2 separate regions of the Anas platyrhynchos genome follow, and region 1 is linked to region 2. Evidence: chromatin contacts called from public Hi-C data. All regions are on one chromosome and are shown on one strand. Each heading gives the region's core, a stretch centred on a gene start, on an enhancer-like site or on the middle of the called end of the contact. The rest is flanking DNA. Distances are from core to core; before and after follow the strand shown.

Region 1 (5,857 bases), core at 961-3,460, 46 kb after region 2:
ACAGGTCATATACATGTATTGCAATATACACGATACTAACAACGAAAATAACCGTGAGGTTCATTAGTCTCTTCTCTTTTGCTGCCCTCCTGCTCTGCCCTGCAAGATGCCAGCCCGAAAGCATTCCCAGAGCAGCCAGGTTCACAGAGAACAAAGCAGTCAGCACACACAGCTCAGCTGCACCTCCAGTTGTATTCTGCATCAGCGGGCTTCCAGTGATTCTCATGAGGCACCCTGACCTTCACTGGCATTTTGTCTCCTGGAGTCCTGCAGCACAGTGCTAGCCATGAATTCTTACCATTTTAGTATCCACGAGAGCCCAAGGAAAGGAGTTCCAGCATGTAATTAGGTGCTGTGATGGACACCCCCAGTGTTTTTAACCCACTACCATTTGTGGATGCTTGCTTTTATTGGAGAGGACACTGAACACCTAACCCTACCTACCCTCACTATTTGGGTATTAATGCTCAATTAAAAACAAACACAGAACACATCGGTTTAGAAGACTGTAACCAGTTCTCTGTCTTTTACAAGGGTAATCACCTTTGTTACAAACCTAACCACTTTAATGCCAGCACACCAGTTCAGCTTCTTTTACTTGCCACAGACTAATACTTTCATGCCTGTGTAAAATACTTATTCATAGATTAAAGTTGATTTTATGGCGTCACAATGCGTTTAATTTGTATTTACTTCCAATGGAGAGCACTGGTATCTACCATTACATACCTCATCAGGGTTTTTATCCCAATCTCTCAGGAATCCAATCAGAAAAAAATACATTAAAAAGAAATCATGTTTGTTGAACACACAATAACTTAGTGCTAATGGCTAGCAGGAAAAAAAAACCATAATTTCGATACAAACTAAAACAACTTGAAAGACTTGGTAGTTCCCCCAACTAACTTCCTGATAATTAGATTAAGACGTGTAACTGTTTACTTTCTGTGACAAAGAAATGTATTTTCTTACCCTGCTCATTAAAAGTATGATATTAAATGGCCAGAAAAACAAACTCAGCCAGTGATAAGCCTGACAGGGTGGTATTTCCATAAATCCTAATGTGATAAAGTGTTCAGTTAGACGCTATAATTATGAACTGTATGCAAATGAAGCACACGCTGCCATGCACATGGCTGAGTAAAAGGGAACTTGTCTGCTCTCTACCGCAGGCTTAACTCCTCTTAACTCAGGGCAACAGCTCTGAAAGCAGGCCAAGGAAAGTTGATGCACTCCCTCATTCTCCTTTCCACAAGGAAAGGAATTCCCAGGCCACGTCCACAGAGCAGGGCAGGCTGAGTTTCCTGTTGGCGTGGCTAGGAGCAGTGACACGTTATGTCAGCAGCACGATTTTTTTCCACGTACACGCTGGCTGCAGCAGAACCAGAGGCCGGCGGGCGATGGGAGCCGAGGCGCAGCCACAAGCTGGAGGTGCTGCACCCGGGTAGACACCCGGCCTTGCGGAGCAGCGAGCTGGGGCTCTGCTTTCAAGGCTGTGCACAGCTCCCTGACCGCTCAACACCGACTGAATAAACCCAGGAGGCAATTAACAAAGAAATTAACAGAGTGGAAAACGGAGTTTTGGCGGCTCTCAGCACCAAAGGGCCCGCAGCCCCTGGTCATTCAGCCTCCCTGCCCCGGCCGTACCTTGCTGTCCTCGCACTGCTTCACCTGCCCGTCGCGGGCCTGCAGCTGGCTGCTGAGGTGGCTGTAGTCGGCCTCCTTCTGCTCCAGCTGCTTCCTGTGCGAGTCCACCTTGCCCAGCAGGTCCGAGTTGCGCCTCTCCAGCCGCCCGCGGGCCACCTCGGTGCGCTGGGCCTGGCTCTGCAGCTCGGCCAGCTCCTCCCGCAGCAGCGCCTGGCGGGACGAGGCGCTCCAGCAGTTGAAGGCGAGCACGGCGATGACGGCCAGCAGCGCCACGAAGACGAAGGAGGGCAGCCGGCCGCCCCTGCGGTTGGCCCCGAAGCCCACCATGGGGGAGAGGCCGCGGGGCGGGGGCGTCGCCGCTCGCCGCCGCCGCCGCCTCCGCCTGAGGGGAACCGCGGCCGGGGCCGCTCTGCCCCCGCTGCCGGGGCTCCCAGGCACCGACTCCGGCCGGGCCGGGGACCGGGACGCTGAAGGGGATGGGGCCGGGGACGGGGCCGGGCCGGGCCGCGGAGCCGCGCTGGCGGCGCGCCGCCCACCCCCCTCCCCTCAGGCCCCTCCCCGCCGCTTCCGCCGCCCGGCCCCTCTCGCGAGATGGCCGGGATATCGCGACAGCGCCGCCGCCCGCTCAGGCGGGAAGGGGGCGGCCCGCGTGCGCTTGGTGGTTGAGGGGGGGGTGTGAGGGCCGTGAGGCGCCCCGTGAGGGCAGCGCCTGTTTGTGACCAAAGCTCCAGTAAAGCACCAGGCCCCGGCTCCCCCCGCCTCTTTTCTCCCTTGTGTTGCTGTGGCTGAGGGAGGGGGGACCCAGCTCCAGCCCCAGCCCCGAGCCCGTCCTGCCCCCGGGGCCGCCGCCTCAGCGTGGCGAGGGGGTGACGGGGGAGCCACACACGGCTTTAAGCTCTGGAGAATCCTCTTTGGTAGTGGGATTTAAGCAGTGGTGGTGCTGCGCCCCTCCAGCAGCCCTGTGACCACACTCATCATCAGTGGCACGGGGCTGTTAGAGGTGTCGGAGAATTTGGGGAAACAGAACGGGGTCCCTGGGGCAACTGGGAGGAGGAAGAAGAAAGAATGAGGCTGAAGAAATAAAGCATAAAAACAAATGTTTCCCATGGTACAGCATACGTGGCACAGGGTCTGTCGGCTGCGATAGCGGTGTTTGGGCAGGCGCACGGCGTTGTCGTTCCATCGGGTGCCGTGCCCAGCTCCTATCTCGCACGCCAGCATTTGCATCTTGGCACTCGTAATTGCGGCTGCGTGGGGAGCCAATTAATCTCAATTTGCCAAGCTGCTTTCTGCAGATGGCGGTGTAGATTCACGGTCTGTATCTGCTGTTGCAAATTTTATAAAGCCAGTCACAGGTTTCCGAGCCTGTTCTGTTAAGCTCGTTCTTTCTGGTACACTAATTCTATGCAAACCTGGGCGCTGTGAGAAGGGAAGTGCTCGTCTAAATGACATAAATACAATATTAAACATCAGTTTGAGCCCGGAACTATGTCTGGGTTTCACACCTGGTGACTCTCACCGACCTGTAGAAGTCTGCTCAGAAATGTTTCTCCTCATGTACCTCTCAGCACTGTTTCCCCTCTCTGGTGCGAGCTCTGCTGCGGAGCTGGCAGCGAGCGATCTCCCTGGCAACAGGGAGCTTTGTGAGCCTGGGGGAGAGCTGCCTGTGCACGTTTTTTGTGGTTGCCTTTGCATATCTGAGAGGTGAGGCAATAGCAAGCGGTTTTCCGATTAATTTGCATTTCATTTCAGGCCCCGTGATCCATTCCTAGTCTGTTCTGTGCCTTGCTGGAATGGCTGTGTTCTTGCCCAGCCTTCCCGAGCTGTGGTCTAGTGTTTGACCATGATCTTACGCCAAGTGTTGGAATAATCTGTTGGCATCTTCAGCTCAACCTCTGCCCAGGAGCTTGGCTAGTCCTTCAGAAAGGTTTGTCTTGGCTTCTTTGACCTCACCATAATACAGTGGTAATGGAAAGATCCATTGCCTGTTATACACTTCATAGCTGTCATTGTGAGACACAAAGCGAGCACAGCTAAGCTTTAAACACCATACGTGCCTTGGAGGAACTGAAGGATGCTAAGAAGAAAAATTGTTCATGACTGAATCAAAACCTTACATGCTCCTATATCTTTCTACTTAAGAACTGCTCTGTAAGAGTAGTCATAAAGTATTCAAATTTAGCATCCTTGCAGAAACAAAGAAAAAAAATATCAAAATATACAGTAGTAATGCTTAACTTTGGAAAGGGGAGATATTTCACAGAATCTCTAGGTTGGAAGAGACCTCAAGATCATCGAGTCCAACCTCTGACCTAACACTAACAGTCCCCACTAAACCATATCCCTAAGTTCTACATCTAAACGTCTTTTGAAGACTTCCAGGGATGGTGACTCAACCACCTCCCTGGGCAGCCTGTTCCAATGTCTAACAACCCTTTCAGTAAAGAAATTCTTCCTAACATCTAACCTAAAACTCCCCTGGCGCAACTTTAGCCCATTCCCCCTCGTCCTGTCACCAGGCACATGGGAGAACAGGCCAACCCCCATCTCGCTAGAGCCTCCTTTAATATACTTATACAGAGTGATAAGGTCACCCCTGAGCCTCCTTTTCTCTAGGCTGAACAAGCCCAGCTCCCTCAGCCGCTCCTCATAGGACTTGCTCTCCAGGCCCCTCACCAGCTTCGTCGCCCTTCTCTGGACCCGCTCAAGCACCTCGATGTCCTTCTTGTAGCGAGGGGCCCAGAACTGAACACAGTACTCGAGGTGCGGCCTCACCAGAGCCGAGTACAGGGGGACGATCACCTCCCTAGCCCTGCTGGTCACAGTGTTTCTGATACAAGCCAGGATGCCGTTGGCCTTCTTGGCCACCTGAGCACACTGCTGGCTCATATTCAGCCGACTGTCCACCATCACTCCCAGGTCCTTCTCTGCCTGGCAGCTCTCCAGCCATTCCTCTCCCAGCCTGTACCTCTTCTTGGGGTTATTGCGCCCCAGGTGCAGGACCCGGCACTTGGCCTTGTTAAACTTCATACAGTTGACCTCAGCCCATCGGTGCAGCCTATCCAGATCCTCCTGCAGAGCCTTCCTACCCTCAAGCAGATCGACACACGCACCTAGCTTGGTGTCATCTGCAAACTTACTGAGGGTGCACTCAATGCCCTCATCCAGATCATTGATGAAGATGTTAAAGAGGACCGGCCCCAGCACCGAGCCCTGGGGGACGCCACTAGTGACTGGCCTCCAACTGGACTTGGCTCCATTTACCACAACTCTCTGGGCCCGGCTATCCAGCCAGTTTCTAACCCAACGAAGCGTGCGCCAGTCCAAGCCAAGAGCAGCCAGTTTCTTGAGGAGAATGCTGTGGGAAACGGTGTCAAAAGCCTTGCTGAAGTCAAGGTAGACCACATCCACAGCCTTTCCCTCGTCCACCCAGCGCGTCACTTTGTCGTAGAAGGAGATCAGGTTCGTCAAGCAGGATCTGCCTTCCATAAACCCATGCTGACTGGGCCTGATCGCCTGCTTGCCCTTCAAGTGCCGCATGATGACTCCCAAGAGGATCTGCTCCATGAGCTTCCCTGGTACTGAGGTCAAACTGACCGGCCTGTAGTTCCCCGGGTCTGCCCTCCGGCCCTTCTTGTAGATGGGCGTCACGTTTGCTAGCCGCCAGTCAGCTGGGACCTCCCCCGATAGCCAGGACTGCTGATAAATGATGGATAGGGGCTTGGCCAGCTCCTCTGCCAGTTCTCTCAGTACTCTTGGGTGGATCCCATCCGGCCCCATCGACTTGTGCACATCCAAGTGCCGTAGCAGGTCACCAACCAGTTCTTCGTGGATGGTGAGGGCCACATCCTGCTCCCCGTCCCCTTCCACCAGTTCTGGGTACTGGGTATCCAGAGAGCAACCGGTTTTACCACTAAAGACTGAGGCAAAGAAGGCATTGAGCACCTCCGCCTTTTCCTCATCTCTTGTAACTAAGTTTCCCCCCGCATCCAGTAAAGGATGGAGATTCTCCTTAGTCCTCCTTTTTGTGTTGATGTATTTATAAAAGCGTTTTTTGTTATCTTTAACGGCAGTAGCCAGCTTGAGCTCCAGATGAGCTTTGGCCTTCCTAATTTTGTCCCTGCACAGCCTCGCTACATCCTTATAGTCCTCCCTAGTGGCCTGCCCAATTTTCCAAAGATTATAAACCCTCTTTTTCCTCCTAAGCTCA
Region 2 (5,357 bases), core at 2,565-5,064:
CGTGTTCCTTACAATGCATCATTTTAAGGCTCTGCATTAAATTTGAGATGAAGCATAAATCTAAATTCATGTCAAGTGCTCACAGAAGAAGAAATCATAAATGAGACCACGCATTAAATATGGGTGAGGATAGAGCAGTTCAACAAAGGAACCTAAGATTGATCTCCAACACAACTGTATTTGGGAATACGATTAGAGCACAGGAAGACTCATGCAAAGGCAATATTTATTAGAGCAGAGTAAAAGGCCATTTCAGCAAATGTGTCACATCTATCTCCAGCCTTCAATTGGACTGCTGGTAGAGTTAAATTTGTGCATAAATATAACTGCTTTTCTGGATTGTGGCAAATGCCTTCTCCAGTTGACTGAAACTCATACTCGGGTTGGTTTGAATGGGACTATTCATGTGCTGAAAATTATTGCATGTGCTGGATCAGGAGCAGAGAAAAGTAGCAAGAAATCCATCTGAGTCGTAACGCCCAGAAATACAGGTAAGAGCAATACGCACGTCCTAGCTGAAGACACGACAAAAGGCAATTTATTTATTGATTGATTTCTCAAGAAAAGGGTATTCTTTTCACAATAGGACTCAGAATCTGGTTTTCTGAAATTCCTTTAACACGTATCATACAGCTGAATAGAGATAACTTTAAAAATACGGGTAAGGAAGCAACAGCTACTGTCTTGTTAGGAAAAGGCAATGGCAGCACGATTCGCAGACACAAATACAGCGATGTTATCGTTCAGAAACAGTCTGGTTAGCAGTTAGGTACAGCTCAATCTTAAATGAAAGGTATTCCAGCTAACGAAGAATAACATTGCTACCAACATCTTCTTGAGAGGACTAAGCAAAAGTAATATGGAATCGGTATGGTCAGGAGTTAAATACTTCAGTTAGGTACAATTGCTGTAACTGCTGACAAACACAGGGTTTCATTTTGCATACATGGCCAGCATTTTCCATCACCACTTAGTACAACAGCTGTTACAGACAGGGGAAGGTCAAGACAGTTAAATGACTGCAGTAACTATGGCAAAAGTGGACTGATATTTGGGGTTTAAGGAAAGAAAATGGAAACCATTTGCTTAAATTTATGAAAATTACTTACAATTTTGAGCCCTCTAGTAACAGAAGCATTAAAACTCAGAGTCCATCCGAGTATACTTTCACTATTAATATTTGCTGTACAACTCACATTTAGTTTGATAGAATCGACTGTATGCAGAAAAACAGTAACGTTGGGGAAAACCGAAAAACGTCCCCAAGGATTTAAACCCAGTTTGCTGTTCCTACTCTGTGCCACTAGAAAAACAAAAAGTTAAAAATAACATTCTTATGCAAGGACGTAAAATGAATGTGTTATCAAAACCTGCATCTTGACCTTTTTTTCTTACAAATTCCTGCTAGATTAACTTTTTGTGTATGATTTACAGTGGGAAGAGTCCAGCTCAATAGACGTATGGTCCTATCACACTTCTGCACAAATCAGGAGGACCTAATTATAAAATTGAAGAAATCACCAAACATCAGTAGACAGAATGATCCAAAGATACCTTAAAACATAAAATGTACTTTTACTTTGGAAATATTCAGGAAAACATTATTTTTAGTCAACTTCTCGTTGATTAAGTGATTAAATTCTGTTAACAAAATCATTTTATCACGGGTGGCTGAAAAAAGAACACCTGAGTTAAGGTTTCTCAGTGCTCTTGTACGTGGGAGAAGAAGGAATTCACAGCTCTGCAGGAAATAAAGCCCAAGACAGAAAATGGCCATTAAACTTTTAAACCAAATAGTTTAAATATATCAATATTTCAAGCTAAATAGTTAGCAATTTGGTGGAATGAAGTTAGAGACAAACAACGCCGTTTTGCCATGTTGGAAATGTTCTCAGGGCTCCCCGAGGAGCCCGAGTCCTTCCATGCGTTGAGAAGGGAATTTCATTTGCTGCATTATCAACCTGCTTAGGCATTTATTTATTTTTTGCTCTTCCCTCTAATTTGCTTAAGTTATAACCCCCTGAAATTCTTCAATCTGGATGGTCCAAGGAGAGAGATCCGATCCCAGGCAGCCACCCCTAGGACAGAGAAGCGAGCGGGGAAGGAGCGCAGCCAGCGGGGTCAAACACCAAACCTCCCCAGCTCCGAGAGGTTTCAAATGGGTCCTTCAGATCTCCTACACGCCAGACAGACAGCCCTACGCCACCGAGAAGGATTAACCATGCCTTTTTTGCATTCCTCTGGGTTTTTATGCGCAGTCTGTCCTGCCAGGAAGAGTCCCTTGGGAATGGGAACCGTGCTCACGCTGAGAAGTGGTGGCAAAGGGCTCAAAGGGGAAGCAAACCAGAAAGATGTCAGAAGAAAGGTGCAGGAATATGCAGGGATCAGGGCAAGCTTCTCAAAGGTGCTTTGAAGTCAGGTATGGTGGGATGACAGGAGGGAACCTAGGGGCTTGCCCCTACGCCCTCCTCATTTCTTCCCCGCACTACTTCCAGAGCTGTCTGCCTCCTCAGAGGCCAGGCCAGCTCACCAAGCTAACAGAAAATAAGTAAATAAATAAATACGACTTCATTTTTACGCCAGTTTAATCGGTTTATAAAGCGAGCTCTCTGTGCAATGTGCCCTTTCCAGACTTCAAATAGCCAGGACTCCCTGAAATATCCACGTGTGTGTTTTTACACACATGGACGTAACACAAGCTGACACACACTGTGTACACTTACACACAGCGTAAACACTGCTTGCAATTGAGAAGTGAGATTCCTAAGTCTCATTTACAGAATTTAAAAAGCTCTGGACGGTAAGAAGAGAGTAACACAGAACTAAGGCAAGTGGTTGATCGACCACGGATAACCATCCACAGTGGTGAATTAGGAATTAAGTAAATGAACACTGAAATATAATGAAATGTACTACATTTAGAGATATAAACTGCATTTATTAAAACGTTACTTACACATTTTGAAGAACTGGCACACTTCCTGCCATGTGACTGTACAACAGCAGCCTTAAAATATTCTGGTGAGAAATCTGAGACGCCTGCCACTTCACGGGTAGGAATTACACGAGGCTATACTAAAAGCAAATGTCTAAAAAGAATTAGACAAATAATCGTGAAGCACTGAAGGAAGACTGACATTAGTCAATCACCAACTTGGAGATGAAAATACTGCTTTAACTGTGCTATTCTGTAAGCTGCCTGATTTTTCTAGAGCTGAAACAAATACCAGGCAGACAAAACCTGAACCAATTTAACATTTGTTAATTTGGGTATGTATTTATCCAGCAAGAAACCATTCAACTCATCTGTACGCTATTGCCAGAGAGTTCTTTGGCTCACTTCACATCCTGGGTATCAAGCCTCAGGTTATAAATATCTCTAAAGGACTTAGCAACAGTCACCTACAATCCCCGAGTGCCAGAAGTTTGCTCTCCCAACGCGCGATGCGTTTGGCAGCGCAGTTTTTACTTTAATTATCTTTGTGTTTCTTTTCTGAACCGAGCACAAGCCAAACTGCGCCACTCAGCACGCTCTCTCAGTCAAAACAAACCAAGCCCAAACATGTCCGTGAATTTCCTTCCTCAGCCACGTACAACATTTGCCTGTCCCCCCGGCGTGCCGGCCGCGGCCGGGCTGAGTGACGCTGGGTGCGAACGCCTCGTGTCACCGCCGGCCTCTGTGCCGCGGAGCCAGGAGATCCAGGAGCTCACTGCCAGGGAAATCGCGCTCAGCAGCCCTGGCTAACTGCTGCCCTTCGGTTCCCTTTCCAGCACGTTGCTTTTCAGGAGCCTGCAGCTCGAAATTCTCCCTGTACAACAGTGCAGCTCCTTCACATCGCGAGCAGCTGGCAGCGAAGCGTTACCGTAACGTGGACCTGAAGCCAAGGAAGCCCATCCCCTGCAAGCATGCTGCACAGTTAACAGCTCAAGATGTTTTTCTGCATTACATGCATGTCTTGGTTTAAACCCTCCCCAAACCCCTTCCTGCTGGAATTCCTTCCCCATCTACTAAAACAAAACACAACTGAAGGGGAGGGGGGAGGAATTAAAAATTATTCTTCGAAAGAGAAATGCATGGCAAAGAGGGACCACATGGAAATCTCATTAACAGCTTGTGAGATGGGGAGGTAACGAAGGAGCTGCAGGGAGCAGCAGCTGGAGGTGCTGCAGCCCCACGCTCCCTGCCCTGCAGCTGCTCCATGCACAGGCACTGCGCACTACGGGGCAGAAATTCCTTAGCGGTGCTAAGGTTTTATCTATTTTTCCCCAAAACTCTCGAAAGAAAATTAGGTACGGCACATGAAATTACAGGGTTTAAGGTTTTTTGATACAGGAAAAGGTTTGAGACGGTAAAAGAACAATAGCAATCAGCAATAGGAAGATACACCTGACGGGAAAATTCAGAATTACAGCATTGAACTATTCCTATGTTTAATTTGGTACTCGGTGAGCCCGCTGAGCTGCCCCCACCGAAAGCTGCGTATTCCCAGCCTGGCTCTGGGAGGGCTCTGGAGGACCAGGGCAGCCAGGCACACTTTGGGAACGCAGCTCGGTGAGTGACAGGCACACGGTAGGTGCAGGGCTTCTCTGTTAGTTCCTCCACTTACCCTACCCCACGGGGCTCCTGCAGCACTGGGAGGTGAGGGCTGGCCCCCAGCAGCAGCAAGGGACGAGGCAGGGGCGAAGCTCCTGCCACCGGGATCCGAAACAAATTTTACACAACAGAGCGTCTGCTGCTACAGATTGTATCAGCTCCTGGTGTGGACGCAGCGCTTGTTGGCAGAGCCGAGCACAGCCACAATCCAAGAGACAAAAGGAAGCCAAAAAGAAGTTCCCTTCTCTCCACTAACTGCCCATACATTCGTTTTTGCCATCATGGAGATGATGACCACAAAGCATGAAAAATTCACGCAGCAAAATGAAGCACACCAAAAATGTTGGGGAATGTGTTTGATTGCAACAAGCACAGCACTCGTCCTGCATCACCTCCACACATGCCTTGAAAGATTTCACCCAAAGCCAAGAAGGCAGCACCACCTCTTCACACTTTTAGGTTTTAAGCAGGAATCCGGCCCATGCTGCCCATGTCACAGGTACAGACACACACAAAGCTGTGACCCGCCACCAAATTGAACAGCTTTCTGCGATGCCTGATGCCTGGGCTGGTGGTTACAGACCTCTCTGCTGAGCAAACATCTTCATTTCATTCATGTTCTTCTGGACACACAGGCTGGGTCACAGCAGGCAGGTCCACAGCAGGGAACCAAGAACAACCACTTTCTCCATTTTCCTTTTAAACATACAACGCCAGTCGCATTTCATCAGCACACTTCACTGTGATGTGGCCCAGGTTTCCA

The links. Hi-C and Micro-C count contacts between places; a contact is called where the count stands out from the background.
Region 1: a Hi-C map of small yellow follicle shows a contact between it and region 2, with 1.8 times the contacts expected there. The contact joins the promoter of GOLM2 here to the enhancer-like site in region 2. A contact is called at or near these places in 2 of 8 Hi-C or Micro-C datasets (small yellow follicle and subcutaneous adipose tissue).

The regions. Positions count from the first base shown.
Region 1 is chr11:24,525,804-24,531,660 of IASCAAS_PekinDuck_T2T, forward strand. It overlaps GOLM2 (golgi membrane protein 2), which reads right to left and starts at 2,211. Exons shown (of 9, transcript XM_027465624.3): 1 at 1,648-2,211. The coding sequence starts at 1,974.
Region 2 is chr11:24,477,752-24,483,108 of IASCAAS_PekinDuck_T2T, forward strand. All of the region lies in intron 1 of CTDSPL2 (CTD small phosphatase like 2), which reads right to left. Among named protein-coding and RNA genes, the nearest start is that of CTDSPL2, 14 kb to the right of the region's middle. Within about 2 kb of position 3,815, at least 3 of the 8 cell types and tissues checked have an H3K27ac peak or open chromatin away from gene starts, as enhancers often do. A contact at or near this core is called in small yellow follicle, where this site is marked.